Linked DNA regions of Mus musculus: region 2 is linked to region 1. A link is a contact called in public Hi-C data. All regions are on one chromosome and are shown on one strand. The core of a region is the stretch at or near the end of the contact, and the rest is flanking DNA. Distances in the headings are between cores, read along the strand shown.

Region 1 (5,408 bases), core at 897-3,396:
ATAGAAAGCAGGCAGGCCTGTCTTCTACTGTGATACCTTTAGCAGTTTGCTCTTCATTCTTTTACATGTTAAACACAACAGGATCCCACTGTATTTTAATTCAGATAAAGTCAAATGATATTTTATAATAAAATTATAGCTATTTTACCTTCTAGTTTTAGCAATGAAGATCTTAATGATAAACTTTCAAAGATGTGTATTTGGGTTGAGTTCATTACTGTTTGCTTGTAGGTTTTTTTTTTTGTTGTTGTTTTGTTTTTGTTTTTTTAAGATTTAAACATTTTTCTGTTATGTGTCTGTATGTGTATGTGAGCACAGTGCCCACAGATGCCAGAAGGGGGCATCATGTCCTCCGGAGCTGTAGTTACAGATATTTGGGAGCTATTGAAAGAGGATGCTGGGAACCAAACTCGTGTTCTCTTCAAAGGTAGTATGTGATCTAAATTCTGAGCCATCTCTGGCCTACTTCCACTTTTAAAACATTTAATTCTTATTTTTGTTTGTAGTTTCTTCCCTCTCTCCCAATGGGGGGTCTCACTGTGTAGCTCAGGCTGACCTCAAACTCAGCATCTTCCTGACTTAGACTTCTGAGTACTGAAATACAGGAAGGTACTTTGTCTCACTTTACAATTGTCACTACAGTGTAAACGTTTGTCCTTTCTTACAGTGAAACATTTCCCAACTTCTTGCCATTTGCATTTCTCCTTTTATGGATTTTCTACCCCTACCCCAAGGACCACAAACAATAAATGAGAGTGTGGCCGTGTGATTCTCTTGAGATCTACTGGACACCCAACATTTGTTTGAGCTGTTGTTTCTGTGATTATTAATTGTTTTTTATAATCAATTCGACAAATAATGTAAAGAAGATGGAGAAGCCTGTCGTTCGCTTCTAAATTAGGATTTATTTGCTGGGTGGCTTTAATAAATCTGCACACCTCATGAAATCCTTTCTAAAAGTTACAGGCTCTGAAATGTGTTCTTACTGGCAAGGTGGACAGCTGCTGTCAGTAAGGGTAAGGCATGTAAGAGTACCTGAAACCCAAGGAAGAGAAACTTGTACTTTCTAGACAAATCTCTTTGTCTTTATGTGATTTATAAAAATCAAGAAAGAGTTGGGCGTGGTTGCACCTGTTCAGCGATCCGGAGGCAGAGCCATGTGGTTCTCTGTAAGTCAAAGGCCAGCTTGGTCTACACAGGAAGATCCACAACCCAAAACTGAACATAACAAAAAGTGGCACAGCATTTATTCATCATACAGTGCATAAGTAAGTGTTGAATATTAGACTATCTTACGTAGCTTTATTGAAGAGAGAAACTAGAAAGTTTTTCATATTATCATCAATTTGGGGGGGAAGATTTGAGGAAAGGCCTTTAGGACCCTATCCACAGTCGTCCATCAGCTTCTTTAGAGAATGTGTACTCTCAGTACCACAGATGGGATGCTGGGTACGTAAGGGAGGTAACAGTGCACAACAGAGCTTCAAAATGATTCTGTTGCCTGGTACTGACATTGTTATGACTATAAATCCATTTATGATGACCCGCAATTATAGTATAGATGCTGCAGGATGGAAAGGGCCTATTGGAATTTTCTAATCAGGACCTGGAAGGCCATAGGATCCGTCTTCTATCACACACAGAGAAAGCAGAGTCTGGAGTGCTGCGGGCTCTGAGGGAGGCTGTAGTCTCCACCAGTACTGGAGCTAAGGCTGCTGTTTCTAGCTTTCCAACCCTGACTCTGTTCTTCCCATAACGCCTACATCTCTGGAGGGACTCGATCTAACCTAGATACTTTTCACCTTTGGTAGCTCTTTGCCTGTTTGTTTTTACAGTTGCTACTAAAAATAGGAACTGTTCTTTTAGGTGAGGATTCTAGGTAATTGATTCCGCCGACTCCTCAGCACAGTGCCTGCATTCCTGTGTGGTCCCCTTTCGGGACACCGGTGTAGCTTTTGAGGAATTTGGGTGCTGAAGCGTTGAGCTCAGAGAGAAACTCTTACAGTGAAGAGGCTGGTGCCCTCTCCTAGGGCAACCTAAGGCGTTCCCTGGCGACTTTGTGGGTCTCACCTGCACACTTTAGGGAGACAGACTGGCTCTTGGAGAAGCAGGCTGTTAGTGTACTGTGACCTTTTGTGTGTGGGTGGAGTATTGGGGTGGGACCTAAGGCCTCCCACATGGCGAGAGCATGCAGCCACCTCAGTTTGTCCTCTTTGTGGTACTGATTGCCCATTAACCTCAGCATTGGCATAGACTAGAGCTAAACAAATAAGTTAGCCAGTTGTTGTTAGTCTCATGGTTTTAGTGTCTAAAATAATTTTGCACTTGATCAAAATATAAATCAGCGCTGCTTTTCTTTACAAGGAACGGTTTATGAGCAACGCAGGGTTGACAGTTTTTTGGTCAGGAATTCTTAACTGTGTCTTCAGTGAACCTGGCCAGAATCCTGCCCCGGAGCCTGCTTTCCTCAAATACATTGTTTGTGTGTCTTCTACTGGTCTCTGGTTTAAACGGCCACCAGAGCATTAGATCTGTGAAGCTTCATTTTCTGCATTGGGTTTTAGCCCTTCTTCGATACGTGCCTATGGCACGTATTCTGGCCTTTCTGTTCAGTCGATTACCAGGGAGAGATCACTAGCTCAACGCCATCTTAAACTGTTTGTGACCTGGGAGTAACTGCAGGCCACTTTTCTATCTAGCTCACCAGAGATGATTTCATTCTTCATACAACCTTCAGACCTTGGGCCAAGAGCTTTGCTTCATGTTTCATTTGTATTATTCATGACTTGCTGTTTCTGGATTCCTCATACAATAGAGTAACCTCCCCCTCGTCTCCTGTCTGAGTTCTATTGTAAAGCAAGATTGACTTAAACAATAATTTCCAGGAGCAAAAGGAAGTGGGCCTTTCCATCTGGGTTATCCGTCTTGGTTTATATCAGTGTTGGCGCACACAAGAGTTCAGTGTCAGTGCTTGCCCTGCTTGCTCTGTTTGTCTTAGAGGTCTTTCTCTGCAAGATCTGTAGCAACTCTAATATTTCCTGCACTCCTTTATCCAGCTGTCTTCTGTCATCTCTCACCTTCTGCTTGGCTATTACACTGCCTGTCTGATAAACGCTCGGCGAGCCTCAGAGGCTGCAGAACTTTCATTCAGTAATGCAGTAGTCTAAAGAAGGCGCAGACTTGATCCTCAAGCCTCCTCCGCCTTCCAAATCCCTGAATGACGCCCACAGCCACTGGGTCTGGGTTTACGTGGAAGTCTTCGTCTTCACCTCAGTCATCGTCCTTGGCACACATACAGATACTGGGACTACTTTATACAAATCACTTATCCTGTGAATGTTTCCATAAATGCTCCAATATTTCTCTGAAAGTTAAGAGTAGCCGCAATGCCGTTATCAAATGAAAAATAGTAACACTTTAATAGCGTCAAATATCTAGCAATCGCTTAAAACTTCCTGATTATCCTGTCTGTATTTTCAGTCAGATACAAGGGCCAGGAAGGGCTTTATAGGAAGTTATGTGGAGACCCTTTTTTCATTAAATCATTCAAATACACAGTGATTATTTAAATGAATATGTCTTTTATGCACCAGGCAAAACTCTTGGTGTCAGGAATGTGGGGTGGAGCCACTTGTAGACCTTGTATGTGTGTGGAGAAATAGGCAGGAGGGAAGAAGGTAAGAACAAACAATCAGGAAGAAAGGAAATATTACATAGGATGAAGTGCAAAGAATAGAATGAAAGTAAGAGGTGTGTTCAGTTAAGCCACTTTATACAGCATGGAAGGACAGCATCCTTAGAGGTCAGGAATGATGAAGAAGATAATCATACAAAAACAACCTGGAAGTCTGTTATAGACAGAGGAAAGAGGCAATCGATCATTCACTTGATGATGCCGAGCCGTCTCACAAATTCAGTGTAAGATGCAGACATGGAGGTGAGCATGTCCTGCAGTGTGGGTAACACAGCTTCCAGTGTAAGATGCAGACATGGAGGTGAGCGTGTCCTGCAGTGAGGGTAACACAGCTTCCAGTGTAAGATGCAGACTTGGAGGTGAGCATGTCCTGCAGTGTGGGTAACCCAGCTCCAGTGTAAGATGCAGACATGGAGGTGAGCATGTCCTGCAGTGTGGGTAACCCAGCTCCAGTGTAAGATGCAGACATGGAGGTGAGCGTGTCCTGCAGTGTGGGTAACCCAGCTCCAGTGTAAGATGCAGACATGGAGGTGAGCGTGTCCTGCAGTGTGGGTAACCCAGCTTCCAGTGTAAGATGCAGACATGGAGGTGAGCGTGTCCTGCAGTGTGGGTAACACAGCTTCCAGTGTAAGATGCAGACTTGGAGGTGAGCGTGTCCTGCAGTGTGGGTAACCCAGCTCCAGTGTAAGATGCAGACATGGAGGTGAGCGTGTCCTGCAGTGAGGGTAACACAGCTTCCAGTGTAAGATGCAGACATGGAGGTGAGCGTGTCCTGCAGTGTGGGTAGGATGATGTTCACTTTAGCAGTCCTGTTAGCCAGATTCTCATTGCTGTGGGTCATACTTGATGACACAGTTTTTAAAAGGAAGGGTTTATTTTGACTTATGTTTCAGCAGCCCTGCGCTGAAAATCCAAAATCCTAACTGCTCCAAAGTCCAGAACTGCTTTGAGAGCTGGAATGACGTCACGGGTGGAAAATTCCACACCTCGCTCTTCTGATGTCACAGAGAAAACACAGGGGCAGTACACATGCTAGACAAGATTATTTCAACACTACATATGTAAGGGGTATATGAATCACAATTCAATTTCATGTTTAAAATTAGAACCATTCCCAAGAATCTCATTATATGTCATATATATAATATGTATGCATACTATATATCTTATATATAATATATGTATATTATATACCTTATATAATATATATATATGCAGATATACTAAATTCAACACAATAAACAATATATGAAGCCTTTCTGGTCCTAAGCAAGTCAAATAAGGACAATACTTTCGGTTGAAGTCAAACATAAGAACTTAGAAGTCTGAATTATCTAAGGTTAATAACATTTTAATAGCTTCCATTGTGCCAAATGCACTTTTTCTGAACTCTTTTTAAAAATTGCTGCAGTGCCTGCCCTTAGAGCTGGTAACTTGAATGTGTTTTATGCCAAGAGAACTAATGAAATTTGCCTAAGTTCCGTGAGTTCTTTTTTTATTAGACAAAGAGGGTTATTCATAATGAGAGAATCAAAGCCCAGACATTTCTCTAAAGAAGCTTGGTTTTGATTTGCTCATTGGAACAGAACCTAACCCTGTGTTTGTTCTACCTCCTAGCACTCGAACAGACAGACAGACACATACATCTCTCTCTGTCTTCTCTTGCCTCTTCCATATAAATAATATTATGGTGGATTTTTTTTTTAAGTGGAGC
Region 2 (5,408 bases), core at 1,734-4,233, 260 kb before region 1:
AAACGTTCATAGGAAAGGCTCTTATCCTGTTTCTTCTACATTCTGGTGCTTTCCAGTAAGGAGCACAACACTGGGAAACACGCTAGGACCAGGCCTGCTCTGATACCCACATGTCTTTCTCCTTAAATGGGGGATCCAAAGACAGCTAAGACTTAGAATCTTTTCATCCCTGCTTCATTTAGTCCTAGACCATCCCAGTCCTCGAGAATTCCTGCAGAACATGGCATTTCCCATCTGCTCCTGGTTTACGGATCAACCACAAGGCCCAGACCCATTGGTTCTCACAGCTGGAGGGAGACTGCAAGAAAGCCTAGAGGCCCCTGACCCCAGGCTCTGTGTGTATAGGAGGATCCTAGTCCAGGCGACACCTACCTCCAGCTTTAGAACGTCATGCTGAAGTTTGCGCTGAAATTCCAGGAAGTTTTTGATGGTCAGTTTCCCTTTGAGATCAGCTCCAAAAAAGTAGGTCGTGAGGGCCGAACATAAGCCAGACTTGAGGGTGTTCCCAGTGGTTGGACGGTCTCTGTGACGCATGCCCATGCTGGTCTGGGAGCGAATGATGCTCTGAACCTAGAACAGAACCGTATTCCTGCCCTTAGACTCAGGATGGTGAGACACAGGAAAGGCTACCCCTACACTGTACAACACAACAACCTTAGAAGTAGTGCCCTATCACCCCCATTTTATAGATGAGAAGACTGAGGAGGCATTGACAGTTGAGTAGTGGCATCGAGGAGGAGAACGGGAATTCTGACTCAGGAAGCCTCCCGGAGAGCTTGTTTTCAGGACAAGAGGAATTGTTTGGGCTGGTGGGGACAGCATGATGCAAAAGCTCTCCTACGAGAACAGCCATCTTTACGGCAACACTGTATCCCAGTAGGTTTGAACACCCCACACTTCCCAGTCTACTCTAGATGTGGCAAGAGGTGGTATGGCTGTCCAAAAATTCTTTTGATTTAAATTATTTTATGCACATGGCTGTTCTGCCTCCATATATGTCCGTATATGCACTGCATGTGTGCCAGGTGCCCGCAGAGGCTGGAAGGCGGCTTTGGCTCCCCTAAGACTGGAGCTACAGAAGGTGATGATCCACCATGGCGGTGCTGAGGACTGGATCTAGGTCCTCTGGAGGAGCATCGCGTGCTCTTAACCACTGAGCCATCTCTCCAGCCTTACATGCAAATTCTTGACATCTAAATATATTAGAGTGACTTATAATACACGAAATTGGTACAAATTTTAAAAATGCAGGAAATATCTTCAGTCTTTGAGAAACATTAATTTTAGGGACTAACAAGAGTGGCCTCCACATGCAAACGCGCTTTCTTGGGTAAGTCTGTGGTTGCCACGGCTCTCACGAGTGCCTGCACTAATGCTCCCCCCACTGGCGAAGAAATACTAAAAACAGAGGTCAGCACCACTTGCCTGCTCAAACTCCTCCATGTCTACCTCTCCGTCTCCATTCAAGTCAAACATCTTGAAAGCAATTTCAAAATTTCTCTGAGGAGCTACAAGTAGAGAAGGAGAAAGGGAGGAAAAATAGAAGGAACACATCAGTCAAGACGTTTAAGTCACTCCAGAAAAATGGCTTAACCCTAAATTATACCCAAACCAGAAAAGGACACTGTCTAGGATCAAGTGTTAACTCCTTAAAACCCCAAGAGAGTTCTGTGGCCCCTAAAAACTGCATTTTCCTGGTTTTGTTTTGTTTTGTTTTGTTTTTATTTCAACCTTTTTACATCTAAAAAAAAAAAAAAGAACATTTTATGTGTATGGGTGTCTTGCCTGCCTGCATGTTTACATACCAAGTATGTGCAGTGCTTGTAGAGGCCAGGAGAGGGCGTTGGATTCCCTAAGACTGGATTAACAGCCGGTGGGTGCTGGGAGTTACACCTCGATCCTTTGCAAGAGCAGCCAGTGCTCTAAATCACCCAGCCATCTCTCCTTTCTTAAATACTTCGGTTTTGCTGAGTGACAGTTCAGTTTCAGCTGTATGACACTCTTTCCCATTTTTTGGTTGTTACACGCTAAGCACGCACACCATGTTAGCTTTGAATACACTATTATTTACTGAGCTGAGACAGCCTGTCTACGACAAGCCATACCACTGATTCGATGCAAGGTCAGAGTCTAGGCCTCCGCCCTTGCCATTAAACAAGCTAGCTTTACACATGTGCAGTGTTCTGTGAGCGTCACTTTGCTGTGGGGGCTTCTAGCCATCATCATCACTGTTCCCTGGTAGGACAGGAAAGTGTACCGTAAGTCAGTCAGCTCCCTCTTCAAGATGCTGGCCTCATACACCAATTACTAAGTGAAGCACCCTTAAATGCTAAAATTCAGTTGAAGCTTGAAAAACAAAACAAAACAAAACAAAACAAAAACCAACCGCCAACAACAACAACAAGAACAACCAAGATAAACTCCACGGACTGGACATACTTCCTCCTTAAGTGAGTGACTTTAGCCCCTGCACCAGGCTTTAGTGTTTCAGAATCAATCAAAACACAATTAATACACTTCGCGTGTCATAATGAAACGGAAATGAATGGCTGTTCTCCTGAGCACCGTTAAGGTGTTCTCGTAAAGAAAACGAAGGCATTTTCCTCCTCCCTTCCTTCTGTGCTCCCAACTTGCAGAGCTTTAGAGAATAAACCAAAGTAAGTGTCCTGTCTGTCCCGATACCACTAAACAAGTTTTCAGTTATCATCATTTTTACTAAACAAACAACAAACAAAAATCAAAACACCCCCAAACCAAACCAAACCATAACCGTGAGGATTGTTTGTAGACACAGAGGTGTGTGTGTGATGAGCTTTGCACAGCATGTATAACCAGAGAGTCCAAGCCCCCACTGTGAGTTTGTCAACAGCAGTACTTCCTGGGTGCCAATTCTCCTTTCAGACACACAGGCAGCTGGCTGGAAAGTTCCTGGCTTGCATCGCTGGTTGCCTCGGTGAATGCTGTGCCTATCAGCTTCCAGATGTCTGATTCACTTGATGTTGGCATCCAACAGATTTGTTCCTTTGCTTGGTCTGCTGGCCTCAGCCTCCCCAGTGCACTGCCTCCCTGGTCCGTAACTACTGTTCTTTAGGCTGGAGCTACGATTGCTGAGCAGAACACCACTTGGAGAATCCCATTTTTATGTTAATTGGCATCTTTCTTTCTCCTTCCTTCTATTTTTTTCAAGACAAGGCTTCTCTGTGCAGTCCTGGTTGTCCTGGAACTCACTCTGTAGCCCTCAAACTCAGAGATCTGCCTGTCTCTGACTCCTGAGTGCTGGGATTAAAGGTGCGTGCCATTAACACGTGGCTATTGGCACTTTTCAAAAATATTCTTTCTAATCTTCTACTAAGATGTTGGTAAGTGTCAAACTTCAGGTTTTTTGTTGTTTGTTTTTTTGAGATGGGGTCTCATGTTGTAGTCCTAGATGGCCTTGAACTCCTAGCTGGCCTCAAACTTACACAGATCTGCTGGGATTAAAGGCAGGAGCCACCGTGCACCGCTTGAGTCAAGCATTAAGATGGATAATTCCATTTATTTATTGGTGGATTTTCTAACTTGCAATCTTGAATGTTTAAACAACAAAACAAAACAAAGGATTGGAGAGATGGCTCAGTGATTAAGAGCACTGGCTGTTTTTGTAGTGGAACTGAGTTTGGTTTTCTGTGCCTACATGGCTGTCTGTAACTCTAGTTCCAAGAAGATCTGACTTCCTTTTCTAGCCTCTGCTGGCACCAGACAGAGACATACAAATAGGCAAAACATGCATACACACAAGATTAAAACCAAACAAACCAAAAGTGGTCCAGACTGTGGGCTGCAGCAGGACATCGTGGGGTTTGGGGGTGGGAGGTGGGGTGGGGTGGGGTGGGGTGGGGGTAGCGCAGATTTGCTCTGCTGTGTATCGTGAGAGATGCAGAAGGCAGCTGTGAACATCAGGGCAAGTGGTGGCAGTGGTTAGCCCTCTGCTAGCGGCTGCTGGCAGATGACAGATAATGATGACACACTTTACCTGGCTTTGGCATGAACAAAGCAGGAGCTTCCCCTGATGCCCCGCTGGCCTCTCACCCTCTGCCAGGGTCAGCAACCTGCAGTCATCGATCGGAGAATGTAGGGAATCAGGTAAAAGGTTTCAGACAGACTACTTAATACCTGAACACTGGGATCATGCCTAAAACCCAGCTAAATACCAAGCACTTCTGTCTGGCTTCTTTTAAAGAAAGGCGATTTATAGGCTCTCACTCCAACAGCTGGAGAGCCGTTGACCCAGGATGACGAGATCCTTGTTGATGGGTTCCAGAGGGTTTCTGGAACCAGTTTTGGCTACTGTAATCCTGATTCGTGATTTGGACTCTCTTCTTCGTCACAGGGACAATCCCTCTGAGCTCTTCCGGACTCCCTCTCGCAACGTAAAGAATCTAATTTCAGTCTTGAGGATCTCAGGCACACACAGCAAAGGCCAGGGAGTAATTAAGTAACACTGCCTTTGAAAGTAATTATGTCAGGGGCCAGAGATGGACACAGAGGGAGGGAGGGAGGGAGGGAGGCACTGCTGAAACCTTTACCAGACCATACGGGGACTGGAAAAGCCTGCTAGGCTCACCATTCAAAAACCAGGTCACCCAAGCCAATGATGGCATTATTCCCAGCACTCCGCGCCTTCTGTAGGTCTGGGCTGAGCTGACCTTGGCATCCTCCAGAACAGACTGCAGCTTCTCTACAGTCTGGGTGCGTGGCTTTCCATCACGCTGGGTGATGTACATTTTTGTAGCATCTGTAGTAATTCATCAGCCGTGATTCCTCTCTTCCCACCTTTCAGAATCATCTCCAAGACTTCATCTGTGTGCACACATACACGCATGTATGCACATGTATGGTGCACACGTGAGAAAGACTGGCAAAGTAGAGGAACCAACTAAACACCCTCTGGAGTAGCGGCCTGTCACAATGGCCAGAGGCTTCCTGTAGAGCATCTACTGAGAGCATTCTGCCGCTGGAACCCACAGATCAGACTTGAGTATCGGGGAGTCAGCCCCAGCAAGAAGGGGCGCTGCCACCCTCAGTAGCAGTCCTAGATACTTTTTATTTTCTTTACAGTCATTTTCTTATACCTCTTACTGTCTTTCCTTCCCCAAATGCTGCTGCAGATAACCTTATGAGACTGTCAGAATCTGAACAGTCACTGTCCATGGACATTAATCCCATTAGCAAAGTTTGAATGGGTTTGGGTCACATACACTGTTTCTTCTTTTTAAAAGCATTTTATTTTTCTCAGTATCAGACAGTGTGGTCAGTGGTGAGTCTGGCCCTTAATACGATCTCGGCAGACTTACTGGTTATGAGCAAACACACCCCCTTCAACCCTCCGCCCCTTCGGTTTTTCAAAGACAGGGTTCCTCTGTGTAGTT

Evidence for each region. Hi-C and Micro-C count contacts between places; a contact is called where the count stands out from the background.
Region 2: a contact with region 1 is called in a Hi-C map of liver, with 1.8 times the contacts expected there. The contact joins two enhancer-like sites. A contact is called at or near these places in 2 of 484 Hi-C or Micro-C datasets (liver and nephron progenitors), 10 of 115 datasets of contacts at active chromatin or transcription factors (double positive thymocytes, embryonic fibroblasts, embryonic hindbrain and 3 more) and 1 of 9 other capture datasets (embryonic stem cells).

The regions. Positions count from the first base shown.
Region 1 is chr10:59,521,624-59,527,031 of GRCm38.p6, reverse strand. The region is part of intron 1 of Mcu (mitochondrial calcium uniporter); the gene reads left to right. Among named protein-coding and RNA genes, the nearest start is that of Gm40671, 51 kb to the left of the region's middle. Within about 2 kb of position 2,146, at least 20 of the 459 cell types and tissues checked have an H3K27ac peak or open chromatin away from gene starts, as enhancers often do. A contact at or near this core is called in hepatocytes and liver, where this site is marked.
Region 2 is chr10:59,784,041-59,789,448 of GRCm38.p6, reverse strand. It overlaps Micu1 (mitochondrial calcium uptake 1), which reads right to left. Exons shown (of 12, transcript NM_144822.3): 7 at 1,426-1,508; 8 at 373-570. Among named protein-coding and RNA genes, the nearest start is that of Gm17059, 14 kb to the left of the region's middle. Within about 2 kb of position 2,983, at least 24 of the 459 cell types and tissues checked have an H3K27ac peak or open chromatin away from gene starts, as enhancers often do. A contact at or near this core is called in hepatocytes and liver, where this site is marked.